2 separate regions of the Mus musculus genome follow, and region 1 is linked to region 2. A link is a contact called in public Hi-C data. All regions are on one chromosome and are shown on one strand. Each heading gives the region's core, a stretch centred on a gene start, on an enhancer-like site or on the middle of the called end of the contact. The rest is flanking DNA. Distances are from core to core; before and after follow the strand shown. Region 1 overlaps Fbxw7 (F-box and WD-40 domain protein 7). Region 2 has its middle 18 kb from the start of Tmem154.

The links. Hi-C and Micro-C count contacts between places; a contact is called where the count stands out from the background.
Region 1: a Hi-C map of bone marrow-derived macrophages shows a contact between it and region 2, with 24 read pairs. The contact joins two enhancer-like sites. A contact is called at or near these places in 1 of 15 datasets of contacts at CTCF or cohesin (the NIH/3T3 cell line), 2 of 484 Hi-C or Micro-C datasets (bone marrow-derived macrophages and nephron progenitors), 5 of 115 datasets of contacts at active chromatin or transcription factors (the SCID.adh cell line, bone marrow-derived macrophages, embryonic limb bud and 1 more) and 1 of 9 other capture datasets (embryonic stem cells).

The regions. Positions count from the first base shown.
Region 1 is chr3:84,881,653-84,885,877 of GRCm38.p6, forward strand. The region is part of intron 3 of Fbxw7 (F-box and WD-40 domain protein 7); the gene reads left to right. Among named protein-coding and RNA genes, the nearest start is that of Gm40080, 5.3 kb to the left of the region's middle. Within about 2 kb of position 2,334, at least 56 of the 459 cell types and tissues checked have an H3K27ac peak or open chromatin away from gene starts, as enhancers often do. A contact at or near this core is called in bone marrow-derived macrophages, where this site is marked.
Region 2 is chr3:84,646,035-84,650,487 of GRCm38.p6, forward strand. No RefSeq gene overlaps it. Among named protein-coding and RNA genes, the nearest start is that of Tmem154, 18 kb to the right of the region's middle. Within about 2 kb of position 1,752, at least 82 of the 459 cell types and tissues checked have an H3K27ac peak or open chromatin away from gene starts, as enhancers often do. A contact at or near this core is called in bone marrow-derived macrophages, where this site is marked.

The DNA.
Region 1 (4,225 bases), core at 1,084-3,583, 240 kb after region 2:
AGACCAGCTAGCCTTGAACTCAGAGATCCACCTGTATCTGTCTCCCAGTGCTGGCATGAATGACATGAAACACACCACATCTGGTCTCTGCAAAAAAATTAATGTGGAATAAGCAAACATATATCTTTCTTACAGAAAAATAAATATGTATCAGTAATTAAAAGCAATTTCCACTCTGGATAAAAACACTAATAAAAATCAAAACTACAATCTGCACAGAATAAAATGTTTATAAACAACTAGAACTCATCCTACTAAACTAACTCTTAACTAAGATGACTGGAGTTTTCAGAACTGGGTACTTGTCAACATGGGTGATGTGCCAGTATCAAAACTCAGGTTTTTTGTAACTCCTTTCTTTTCCCATATCATTTACAAACTAATGACATCAGTTCCTTTGAATATCTTCCCCACACCAGAAACTAGACCCACCAACCGTTCATTCCCCTTCTGCTCAAAAGCTCTACCTCCTTAACCTCAGTCACTCTGCTATGCACAAGTCTATGACTTAAATGCCAAGACAGACCAGGGTGAATGGTGAAGTCTCACAAAGAGGAGAGAATTTGTACCAATTTGACTATTCAGATTTAATTTTTTTAATTTGATTTTCTTTTCATTTCTTTGATTTTTGTTTTTAATGAAACCCTAATAATAGAATGAAATGTTAGAAAAGCAAAAATCAGTATTAAAGTGTACATTGAGAAAAAGCTGTAGTGTCCTGACTCCCAACCTCTGAGTAACTAAGGACTTTCAAGTTGCTCCTAAAGTTAACCTGGATACAAGGCACATGTTAAAGGGTGCCTCTTTGGGTGGCTTAGCTTACACAGAAGCAACAAATGCAGACCTTAGATTCTAGAGGATGCCACTTACTGCTCTTAACATGTGCCCATGGAAGCCACTTCCCAATTCTTCTTGCCAACTCAGTATTATATATGTGTAGAGGAAATTTATCATAACATCCAGAGTAACTGTGTGAATTGAACACAAGACAACACACACACAAAACAAACAAACAAGAACTAGTCATGTCTGAAGCTGGAAGTAAAGTGTCACGGCTCTGACTCGGCTCCTTTCCCTTAAACACTGTTTTTGCACCCACTGCCAATTCGTGAATTCAGCTCCGCAACACTTAGCTCCTTGTCTCCAGTACTCGTCCCTGCAAAGCTGCTGCTTTTGGCTTCCCTGCCCTGCATGCCTTCCCCAGGCTCTCCACTCTGCTCTCACCGTATCCGCTGCCACCAACACGGCTGATTCTTAAAACTCAACGAGATGAGCCATCCCATGGGAGCAAGGGCACTGCTTCCAGGGCAGATTCCTAGAACTTGTGGCAAAAACAAAACCACTGGCTCCTTCTCCACTGCTGTCTTCCGAGATGGCTCGCACACTCCCCACTCCAAAGCCATTAAAGGGCGCTTAAGAACCTCAAGCAGCATCAGCCACACCTGTGCTCTTCAGTGTTGGCTTTCCTAAAGGGCCCAGCAGCTGCTCCAGGGCAGTTTTTGCCTTTTCTGTTTCAGTAATTCCAGTTGCACCGGAATTTAACTGTAACCTAACAAAGTAAGTGACAAGAATGGCATATGAATCGCCCTCGTAGCAGACATCTACAGTGGTTGGATAAAATGAAAACCATTTGCTTATTCTATCTCAACACCATCAACAGTCTGAAGCACGATTTTACATTTTACAAAACGGATTCTTTACAAAAACAATCCTTAAGAAAAGGAAAACTTGCATGCAACATGCAGAACAAGTTAAGAATGACAGTGTGTTCTCAGAACCAATGGCTCTCAAAAGAACCCAGGGCTTGAGAGATGGCTCAGCAGTTAAGAGCATATACTACTCTAGCAAAGGACCTGAGTTCAACATCTGGCATCCATGCGAGGCTGCTTAGTGGGATCCAACATTCTCTTTTGGCCGCTGTAGACACTGCACGTATGCAGCGTAGACTCAACTCATACACATAAGTTTTTTTTTTTTTTTTTAAACAAAATAAAGATGCCTGTATCCCATTACACAGCTTTTGCCAGTGGTTACTAATATAGCGTGAATGTGTGTACGCAGATGTGCATGTGTGTGTAGGCACACCTAACTCTGCACGTGCATCTGGAGGCCAGAGAACAACCTGAGCTGTTGTATCTCCTCAGACACAGCAACAGCCTACCTTGTCTTTAACACGGGGTCTCTGGCTGGACCTGACTAGATGGCCGGTAAACACCAGGAATCTTCTTGTCTTCTTCCCAGTGCTGGGAGCTGCCCCTGGCCTGCCCGTGGGTACCGGGCATCGGCGTCAGGAACACATGCTTGAACACCAAGCACGTGACAGGCTGAGCTATCTCTGCAGCTCTAGTTTTTACTTCCCCCTCCTTTCTGAGTGAGGCACGTGATCCCTGAAGCACTACTCCAAAGGAGGACATGCGGTGAGATATGTTTACAAGACAAATTACCATGTGACTGCTGAATAAGAGGGTCAGCATGTCACCTCATTCCAGTCGCTGTGATAAAACGCCCTTAACAAAAGCAACTTTTTGTTAAGAGAAAGGGCTGATTTTGGCTCACAGTTGATGATGGGCTGTCATGAGGGGACCCTCCAGTGACATTCAGGTTACATTCTTGCTGCCCAGCAATGCTTCCCCTTTCTGTTCAGTTCAGGACCCAGCCTGTAAAGGAATGCTACTTCCTAATTTTAGGGTGGGTCTTTAGAGCCTAAGTTATCAGTTAACCTAATTGAGGAGACAGGTACAGGCAAGGGCAAAATCTGCTTTCCTGGGTGGTTGTAGGTCCTGTTAATTTGACAGTATTAACACTTTCCAAATGCTAGTGGAATCAGATTTTCCAGACATGGTATTATGTACACATACTGGTGTGTCCCTGCATCTTTGTGTGCACATACACGTAGAGGTCAGAGGTCGGCCTCTGAAGTTATTCCTCACACACTGTCCACCTTGTTTTGTTTTTGTGACAAGTGAGCTCCAGGGACCTTCCTTCTGTCTCCTGCTGGGAGACTTAAATTTCCAAATAGGTTTTAAGATCAGAAGCACTAGTCGGGTCTTGGGGTCTGGGCATTGAGCACAGGTCCTCCTGCGTGGCAAGCACTTTACTGGTTGCTGTCTCCAGCCCTACTTCTTAGTAAGTTAGAAAAGTCTTCTGTTTATTTACAAGCACAAGTAGAAATGATTTTCTGACACCTTACAGTTTGAATGCCTATAGGCTCTCATAATAGCCCCCCTCCCTCACTGGTTGAGTAGTGAATAAGGAGGTGTGTTAAAGTAAATTAACTGACTTGAAGATGAATGGGAATATTGTGCCAGGTAGTTTTCAGTAGACACATTAGGACAGACATCACCCATTTTACAGGCGATATGCTCTATCAGTTTCTGTATCTCATTCTTACCCTTGTTATCCGGCTCCCTTAGCTCTTGCCTGCCATCTGAGGGAATTTCAAATGGGTTTACAGAAGAGCTGAGCAAGCAGTTTATTACAGTAAAAGTTCCTCCAGACAGCTAGGAGAGGGCTGACAAGAGGGATGGCCCACAGCTCTCAGGCTATGAGGTTTGCCTCTCCCCCCACCCCCACCCCCCATGTCCTCTACTTATGTCCCCTTCCTCCCACCCCTTTTCCTCTCCCCTCCTTGAGCCAGGGTTCTATAAAACAGGTTGTTTTTATCTTCTCCCAGTGTGTGCACTCATTGCTAAGTTGCTTGTGATCTGGTGTCCTGATGATAGGATCACATGACTGTTTGTCAGCTCTGATCTCCTGATGCCACAGAGCTGAGATTAAACAATGCAGCTTTACCCCCTGACCCCTTCCACCACTGTTGACTGTGACTTCTACCCATGCAGTAACAACTTGGAATAAAAGTAACTCAGATAACATTGACCTGATGAAGCTGTGGGGGAGTCCTTGTCAGAATGACAGATCTCATCATCGTTTGCATTTTGCTGTCATCTTTTCTTGAGCAGTGGCTTTAAAGTGGTGATCAGGTGATTCTATTCCTAGGCAGCTTAGCTCAAGCAAATTTAACTTTCTCTGAAGCAGTATAAATTCCACCAAAGACACAAAGAATTCTTATAAAGCTCCAAGGTAAAATTCCAGGGGACAGTGAAGCTTCAACAACAAGTGAATTGAAGAAAAATCCTTGTTCTAGCATGCCTCTCATTTGCCTTCTAAAAAGAAACAGAAGAATGGGGAAGAGTCTACTAAAAACTGAAGAAGTATACATATGTAA
Region 2 (4,453 bases), core at 502-3,001:
TTCTTTCTGCAAGTGGCCAGCCTGGGGCCTCTACTGTACCAGCGTTTCGTACTGACTCACCCAGGCAGCGCTTTGCTAGACAATTTACTGTTTTTCTGTAGCCTTCAAACTCCAGCTATTAATTTTTGAGTGTGTTTAGGTGCAGCTGCAACACAGAAGTTTTGCTCATTGATTTCTTGAAGCATTTATTATGCTATGTAGGCTGTTGTTATGAATCATTTAGATTTATGAGCCAGTGCCTGCTACCCTGCAGAGCCCAAGGATCCTGAAGAAATCGTTTATACACACCCAATTCTTATACGTCCTTGAATGGGGTTCTCACCAAGCATACAAAACAGGAACCCCACGGGAGGTAGCTGGCTTTATTTCTCCTTGGCCTGGACATGGCTGAAGGCTGCCTTACCTTCCTGCTCCAGGGAACTCTTAGAGAAGAACAGAGGACTAAACATTGAGTGGAGAAGGTAGACTCCAGGAATGTGTGTAAAGTGAACGGTGTGAGGCAGTGGCTTTCTGTGCCAACAGTTCTGGTAACTTACCTGAAATGAGAGTTCTCAGACCCCACCCAAGACCTGCTGAGTCAGGACTCTGGGGTGGATCCAGTGATCTGTGTCGAAACCAGACTTTATGCGTGCCAAAGGATGAGTGTGGCCAGCGTGGCAAAGGGCCTGAAACCAAGAGTCACTCGCCCTGGAAACTTCTCCAAGTCTACAGTTTACAGTGAGACAATGGGGAAGCCGCTCTCCTTCTCAAATGGGAAAATAGTGCCTTGATATGGCTTCAAATAATTTTTCACAGACCAAATACTGTTGTCAAGGTGAAAGGCATTCAGATAAGACATCATGTGAATGTAAAATATACTTATTATTTTTTGCATAATAAGAGCTCCAACAAAATTCAGATACATTGGAAATCAGTGTCTAAAATAGTTTAACTATGACATTACATATATATATATATATCTTGTGTGAGTGTGTGTGTGTGTGTGTTTGCTGGGGGTTGAGTTTAGAGCCTGATGCATATGGATATTGCTGTACCAGTAACATAAAAATTAAGCTCCCAAAATATAATTTTAAAGGTGGATATTCTAATTTGCTTTAACAATGGGTGTGTGTGCATGTGTGTGTGTGTGTGTGTACGTGAGAGAGACAGACAGACAGACAGACAGAGAGAGAGACAGAAAGCCAGTAGGAGTTAATTTTCTCTTCCCTCATGTCATGAGGTTCAGTGACAAGTGCCTTTACTTAATGAGCCATTTTGCCAACCCTTTAATAATGCAATTCACAAAGTCAAATGGGAAATACATAAAGCATCCCTGTTAGAGAAAAGTGGTTCTGGTTTTTATTGTGCATTAAAAGAAGCATCTTTAACCAGCTGCTCTTCTGGCTTCAGGGCATTTCTGTTTATCCTAACTCCTGTCAAGTGGACTCAAGGATGAGTGCGCTGGGAGTTTATAGAGAGTGAAAGGACTTACACAGACACAGGTGGGTGACGTTTATTTGTTTTCCTGTTTCATCCTCAGTGAAAATGGAGCCTGGCCGATCAGCAGCGAGCACAACCTCCACAGGACAGGAGTGTGTGGCTGTCTCTCAGCTTTTCAGGCTGGGCTTGTTTCCTTTCACTTCCTTTCAAAGGCTCCATTGTCCTCTTCTTCAGTCATCTTTGTTTCTCTTCTCTGAACTCTTTCCAGATCCTTCAGGCACAGCCTCTGTTGATACTCAGGCTTCTCACTTAGCGAACTCGAGGCTGTATAAGAACCCCAGTGTCCATCAGAGACCAGGGAGGATTCTGGGAGGATGATCTCATAGCCCAGCTCCCTTCCCCACTGAACTTCCCCAGCAAAGCTCTGTCCTCGTACCAAGGTCAAGGCTGTGGCTGTCTCTCAGTCCAGGAATTCCATCCAGACCACTGGTTCAGAACCACGGCTGTACATTGGAATCACCTCATAATGCCAGTTCTCCAACTCCCAGGATTCCCACTTGTTGGCAGGTTCTGTGGCTCTAAAGTGAAGCCAGCATAAGAATCACAGATTTTGCTGGGCGTGGTGGCACACGCCTTTAATCCTAGCACTTGGAAGGCAGAGGCAGGTGGATTTCTGAGTCCGAGGCCAGCCTGGTCTACAGAGTGAGTTCCAGGACAGCCAGAGCTACACAGAGAAACCCTGTCTCAAAAAAAAAAAAAAAAAAAAAAAAAAAAAAAAAAAAAAAAGGAACCACAGATTTTAGCGTTGATGGAGCAGCTGAGAAGCTGGGAAGGACTAGGAGCCTCTGTTGACAGCAAACCTAGTTTTTCTGACTTAGTAGTAGCCACCCTGGAACCTTGTCCTCCTCATTATGCCTAATAACTTCAAGTTTTAAGATTCTCAATGGTTTTAAATATTCATTTTTCCCCTTCAGATTCTCAAAGGTCCAGTTACAGTAGAGTGTCTGGGAGAAATTATTAAGGCAGATCTCTGGCCCCACCCTCAGATTTCTGGTTCAGCTGTCGCAGTGTGGGTTCCCAGATGTGTGTTTCTAGTCACTCCCCAGGCTGCAATTGCTGTTGCTGCTCCACAAACCATTCTTTCAGAACTGCCTGTCTTAGCTCTTTCGGTCCCCTTGATTCTGAACCGTAAGTATGTGCCATTGGAGCAGTAAAAATTAGAGCAGGCCACACACCCAACCAGACAGGCAGGGCTTTCTATTGGGACCTTCTCGAGACCCCTTTGACTCAGGCCAAATGGAAGTAACACTGAAAAAAGGTGACCAGTGCTTGTTTAAACAATGTGCTTTCTTACACACGAACACACTGGCGCTCTCTCTCTCTCTCTCTCTCTCTCTCTCTCTCTCTCTCTCTCTGTGTGTGTGTGTGTGTGTGTGTGTGTGTGTTTGGGGGTGTATTTAACAGGTTGTCAAGTTCAGTCAACCACTGCTGTGTTACAGCTGGTACCATCTTTTTATGTAACTGTCCTGGCCGCATGGTTTGATCTGGGTCTTAGAGTAAGACTGGCAGACTATAGGTGCTCAGTTGTTGAAAAAGCACATGGGCAGGGTAGAGAAAACACATGCTTGCTCCAGTGGTCAGTAGGCCAGGTCTGGGGCTATCGTCATCATCATCACCACCGTGTTTCATGCAGACCTGAGCAGAATCTTACTGAAAGACTGGGACAGTCAAAGGGAGAGACAAACTATGAAGACAGAGACGCCAAGACTCTTAGCCAACTGCCAGCTATGGTGAAGAATCAGAGTTTTCTACAAACAAGGTCTTCAAGTTTCTGCAAAGGTTGAGCTTGCCAACCCCTAAGTCAAATGAGCTATCTGCTCAAAGCTATTAGGAGATGCATAGCGCTTCTCACCTGTGTGATCTCCAAAATCAATGAGTTCTAAGTGAATCTGTGGTGCTTTATAGCAAGCAGGGGTGGGGTGGGGTGGGGTGCGGTGGGGTGGGGTGGGTGGGTAAGTTCTATCCAGGCATTTAACTTGGTAATGCTGGATTTGTTGGGGTTAGCCTAGAAACTGGAGCTAGGCTTGGATTTTGTTGGGGAAGATTAACCTGGAACCGCTGATCTTGTTGGGGGATAATTTGGAAACCAATGCTAGGTACCACCAGTTAGTTTACCTGAGTTCAAGTTCTCTAAAATGGAGCCTGAACTAAAAAGATTTGGTCTCTCAAATCAAGAGTGAGCAGAGCAGAGGGTTGTGTAGAGTGAGTTTACTTGTTTGTTTTGGTCACAGTCCCCTCTGCTTGTCATTTGTGTAGTCATCTTGAACCCAGCTAGTTCTAACTTGGTTTCGTAATAATGGGTTCCCCGTCTGTCAATATTTGGACGTGCTTTTGAGGGGTGAAAGGTTCATGGCCCAGAAGCAGAGGTTCGTGGGTCTGCCTCAGGTCTCTGCCCGCTCAGTCTGTCTGGCTTTTCTGCACTTAATTGTAACTTTAATTTTTTTCAAACGCCTACTTTTAATGATGGTTCTTAAACACTTTAACCTCCCTTGTAGCCCACAGCACACCAGAGGAAGTGGGAAAGAAAGGATATAGTGGGGGGCGGAGGGAATAGACCTGTTTAGAAAGGTTCTATGGAGCAACTCCTGTCTGTGTTGTCCAGAGATCTGCTGTTCAGTTCACAGGTTAGCAGCAGCAACTCGATCTACTCGCAAACACTTCACAGATAACACCAGCAGTCCAGTTCGTTAGAGTTGGGATAACAAACAAGAATCAGCAGCGGCACTACTACCTAGCAGAGACAGCCAGGCCTCAGCCTCAGCAGGAGTCAGCAGAAGGACCCAGAAGGATGCCAGGAGAAGTTCTCGGATATGCCTCTCTCAGCAAAGATCAGCAAAGACTAGAGACCTGCAAGCATTACACAACTAGTTCTATAGACAAGCGGAGCTCAGCCTCTGTCACTATACTTCGAGTTCTAGTTAAACTCTCCAGACGTCACGTGTCCTCCACGTTTCTTGCCTCAGCACACGTCTTG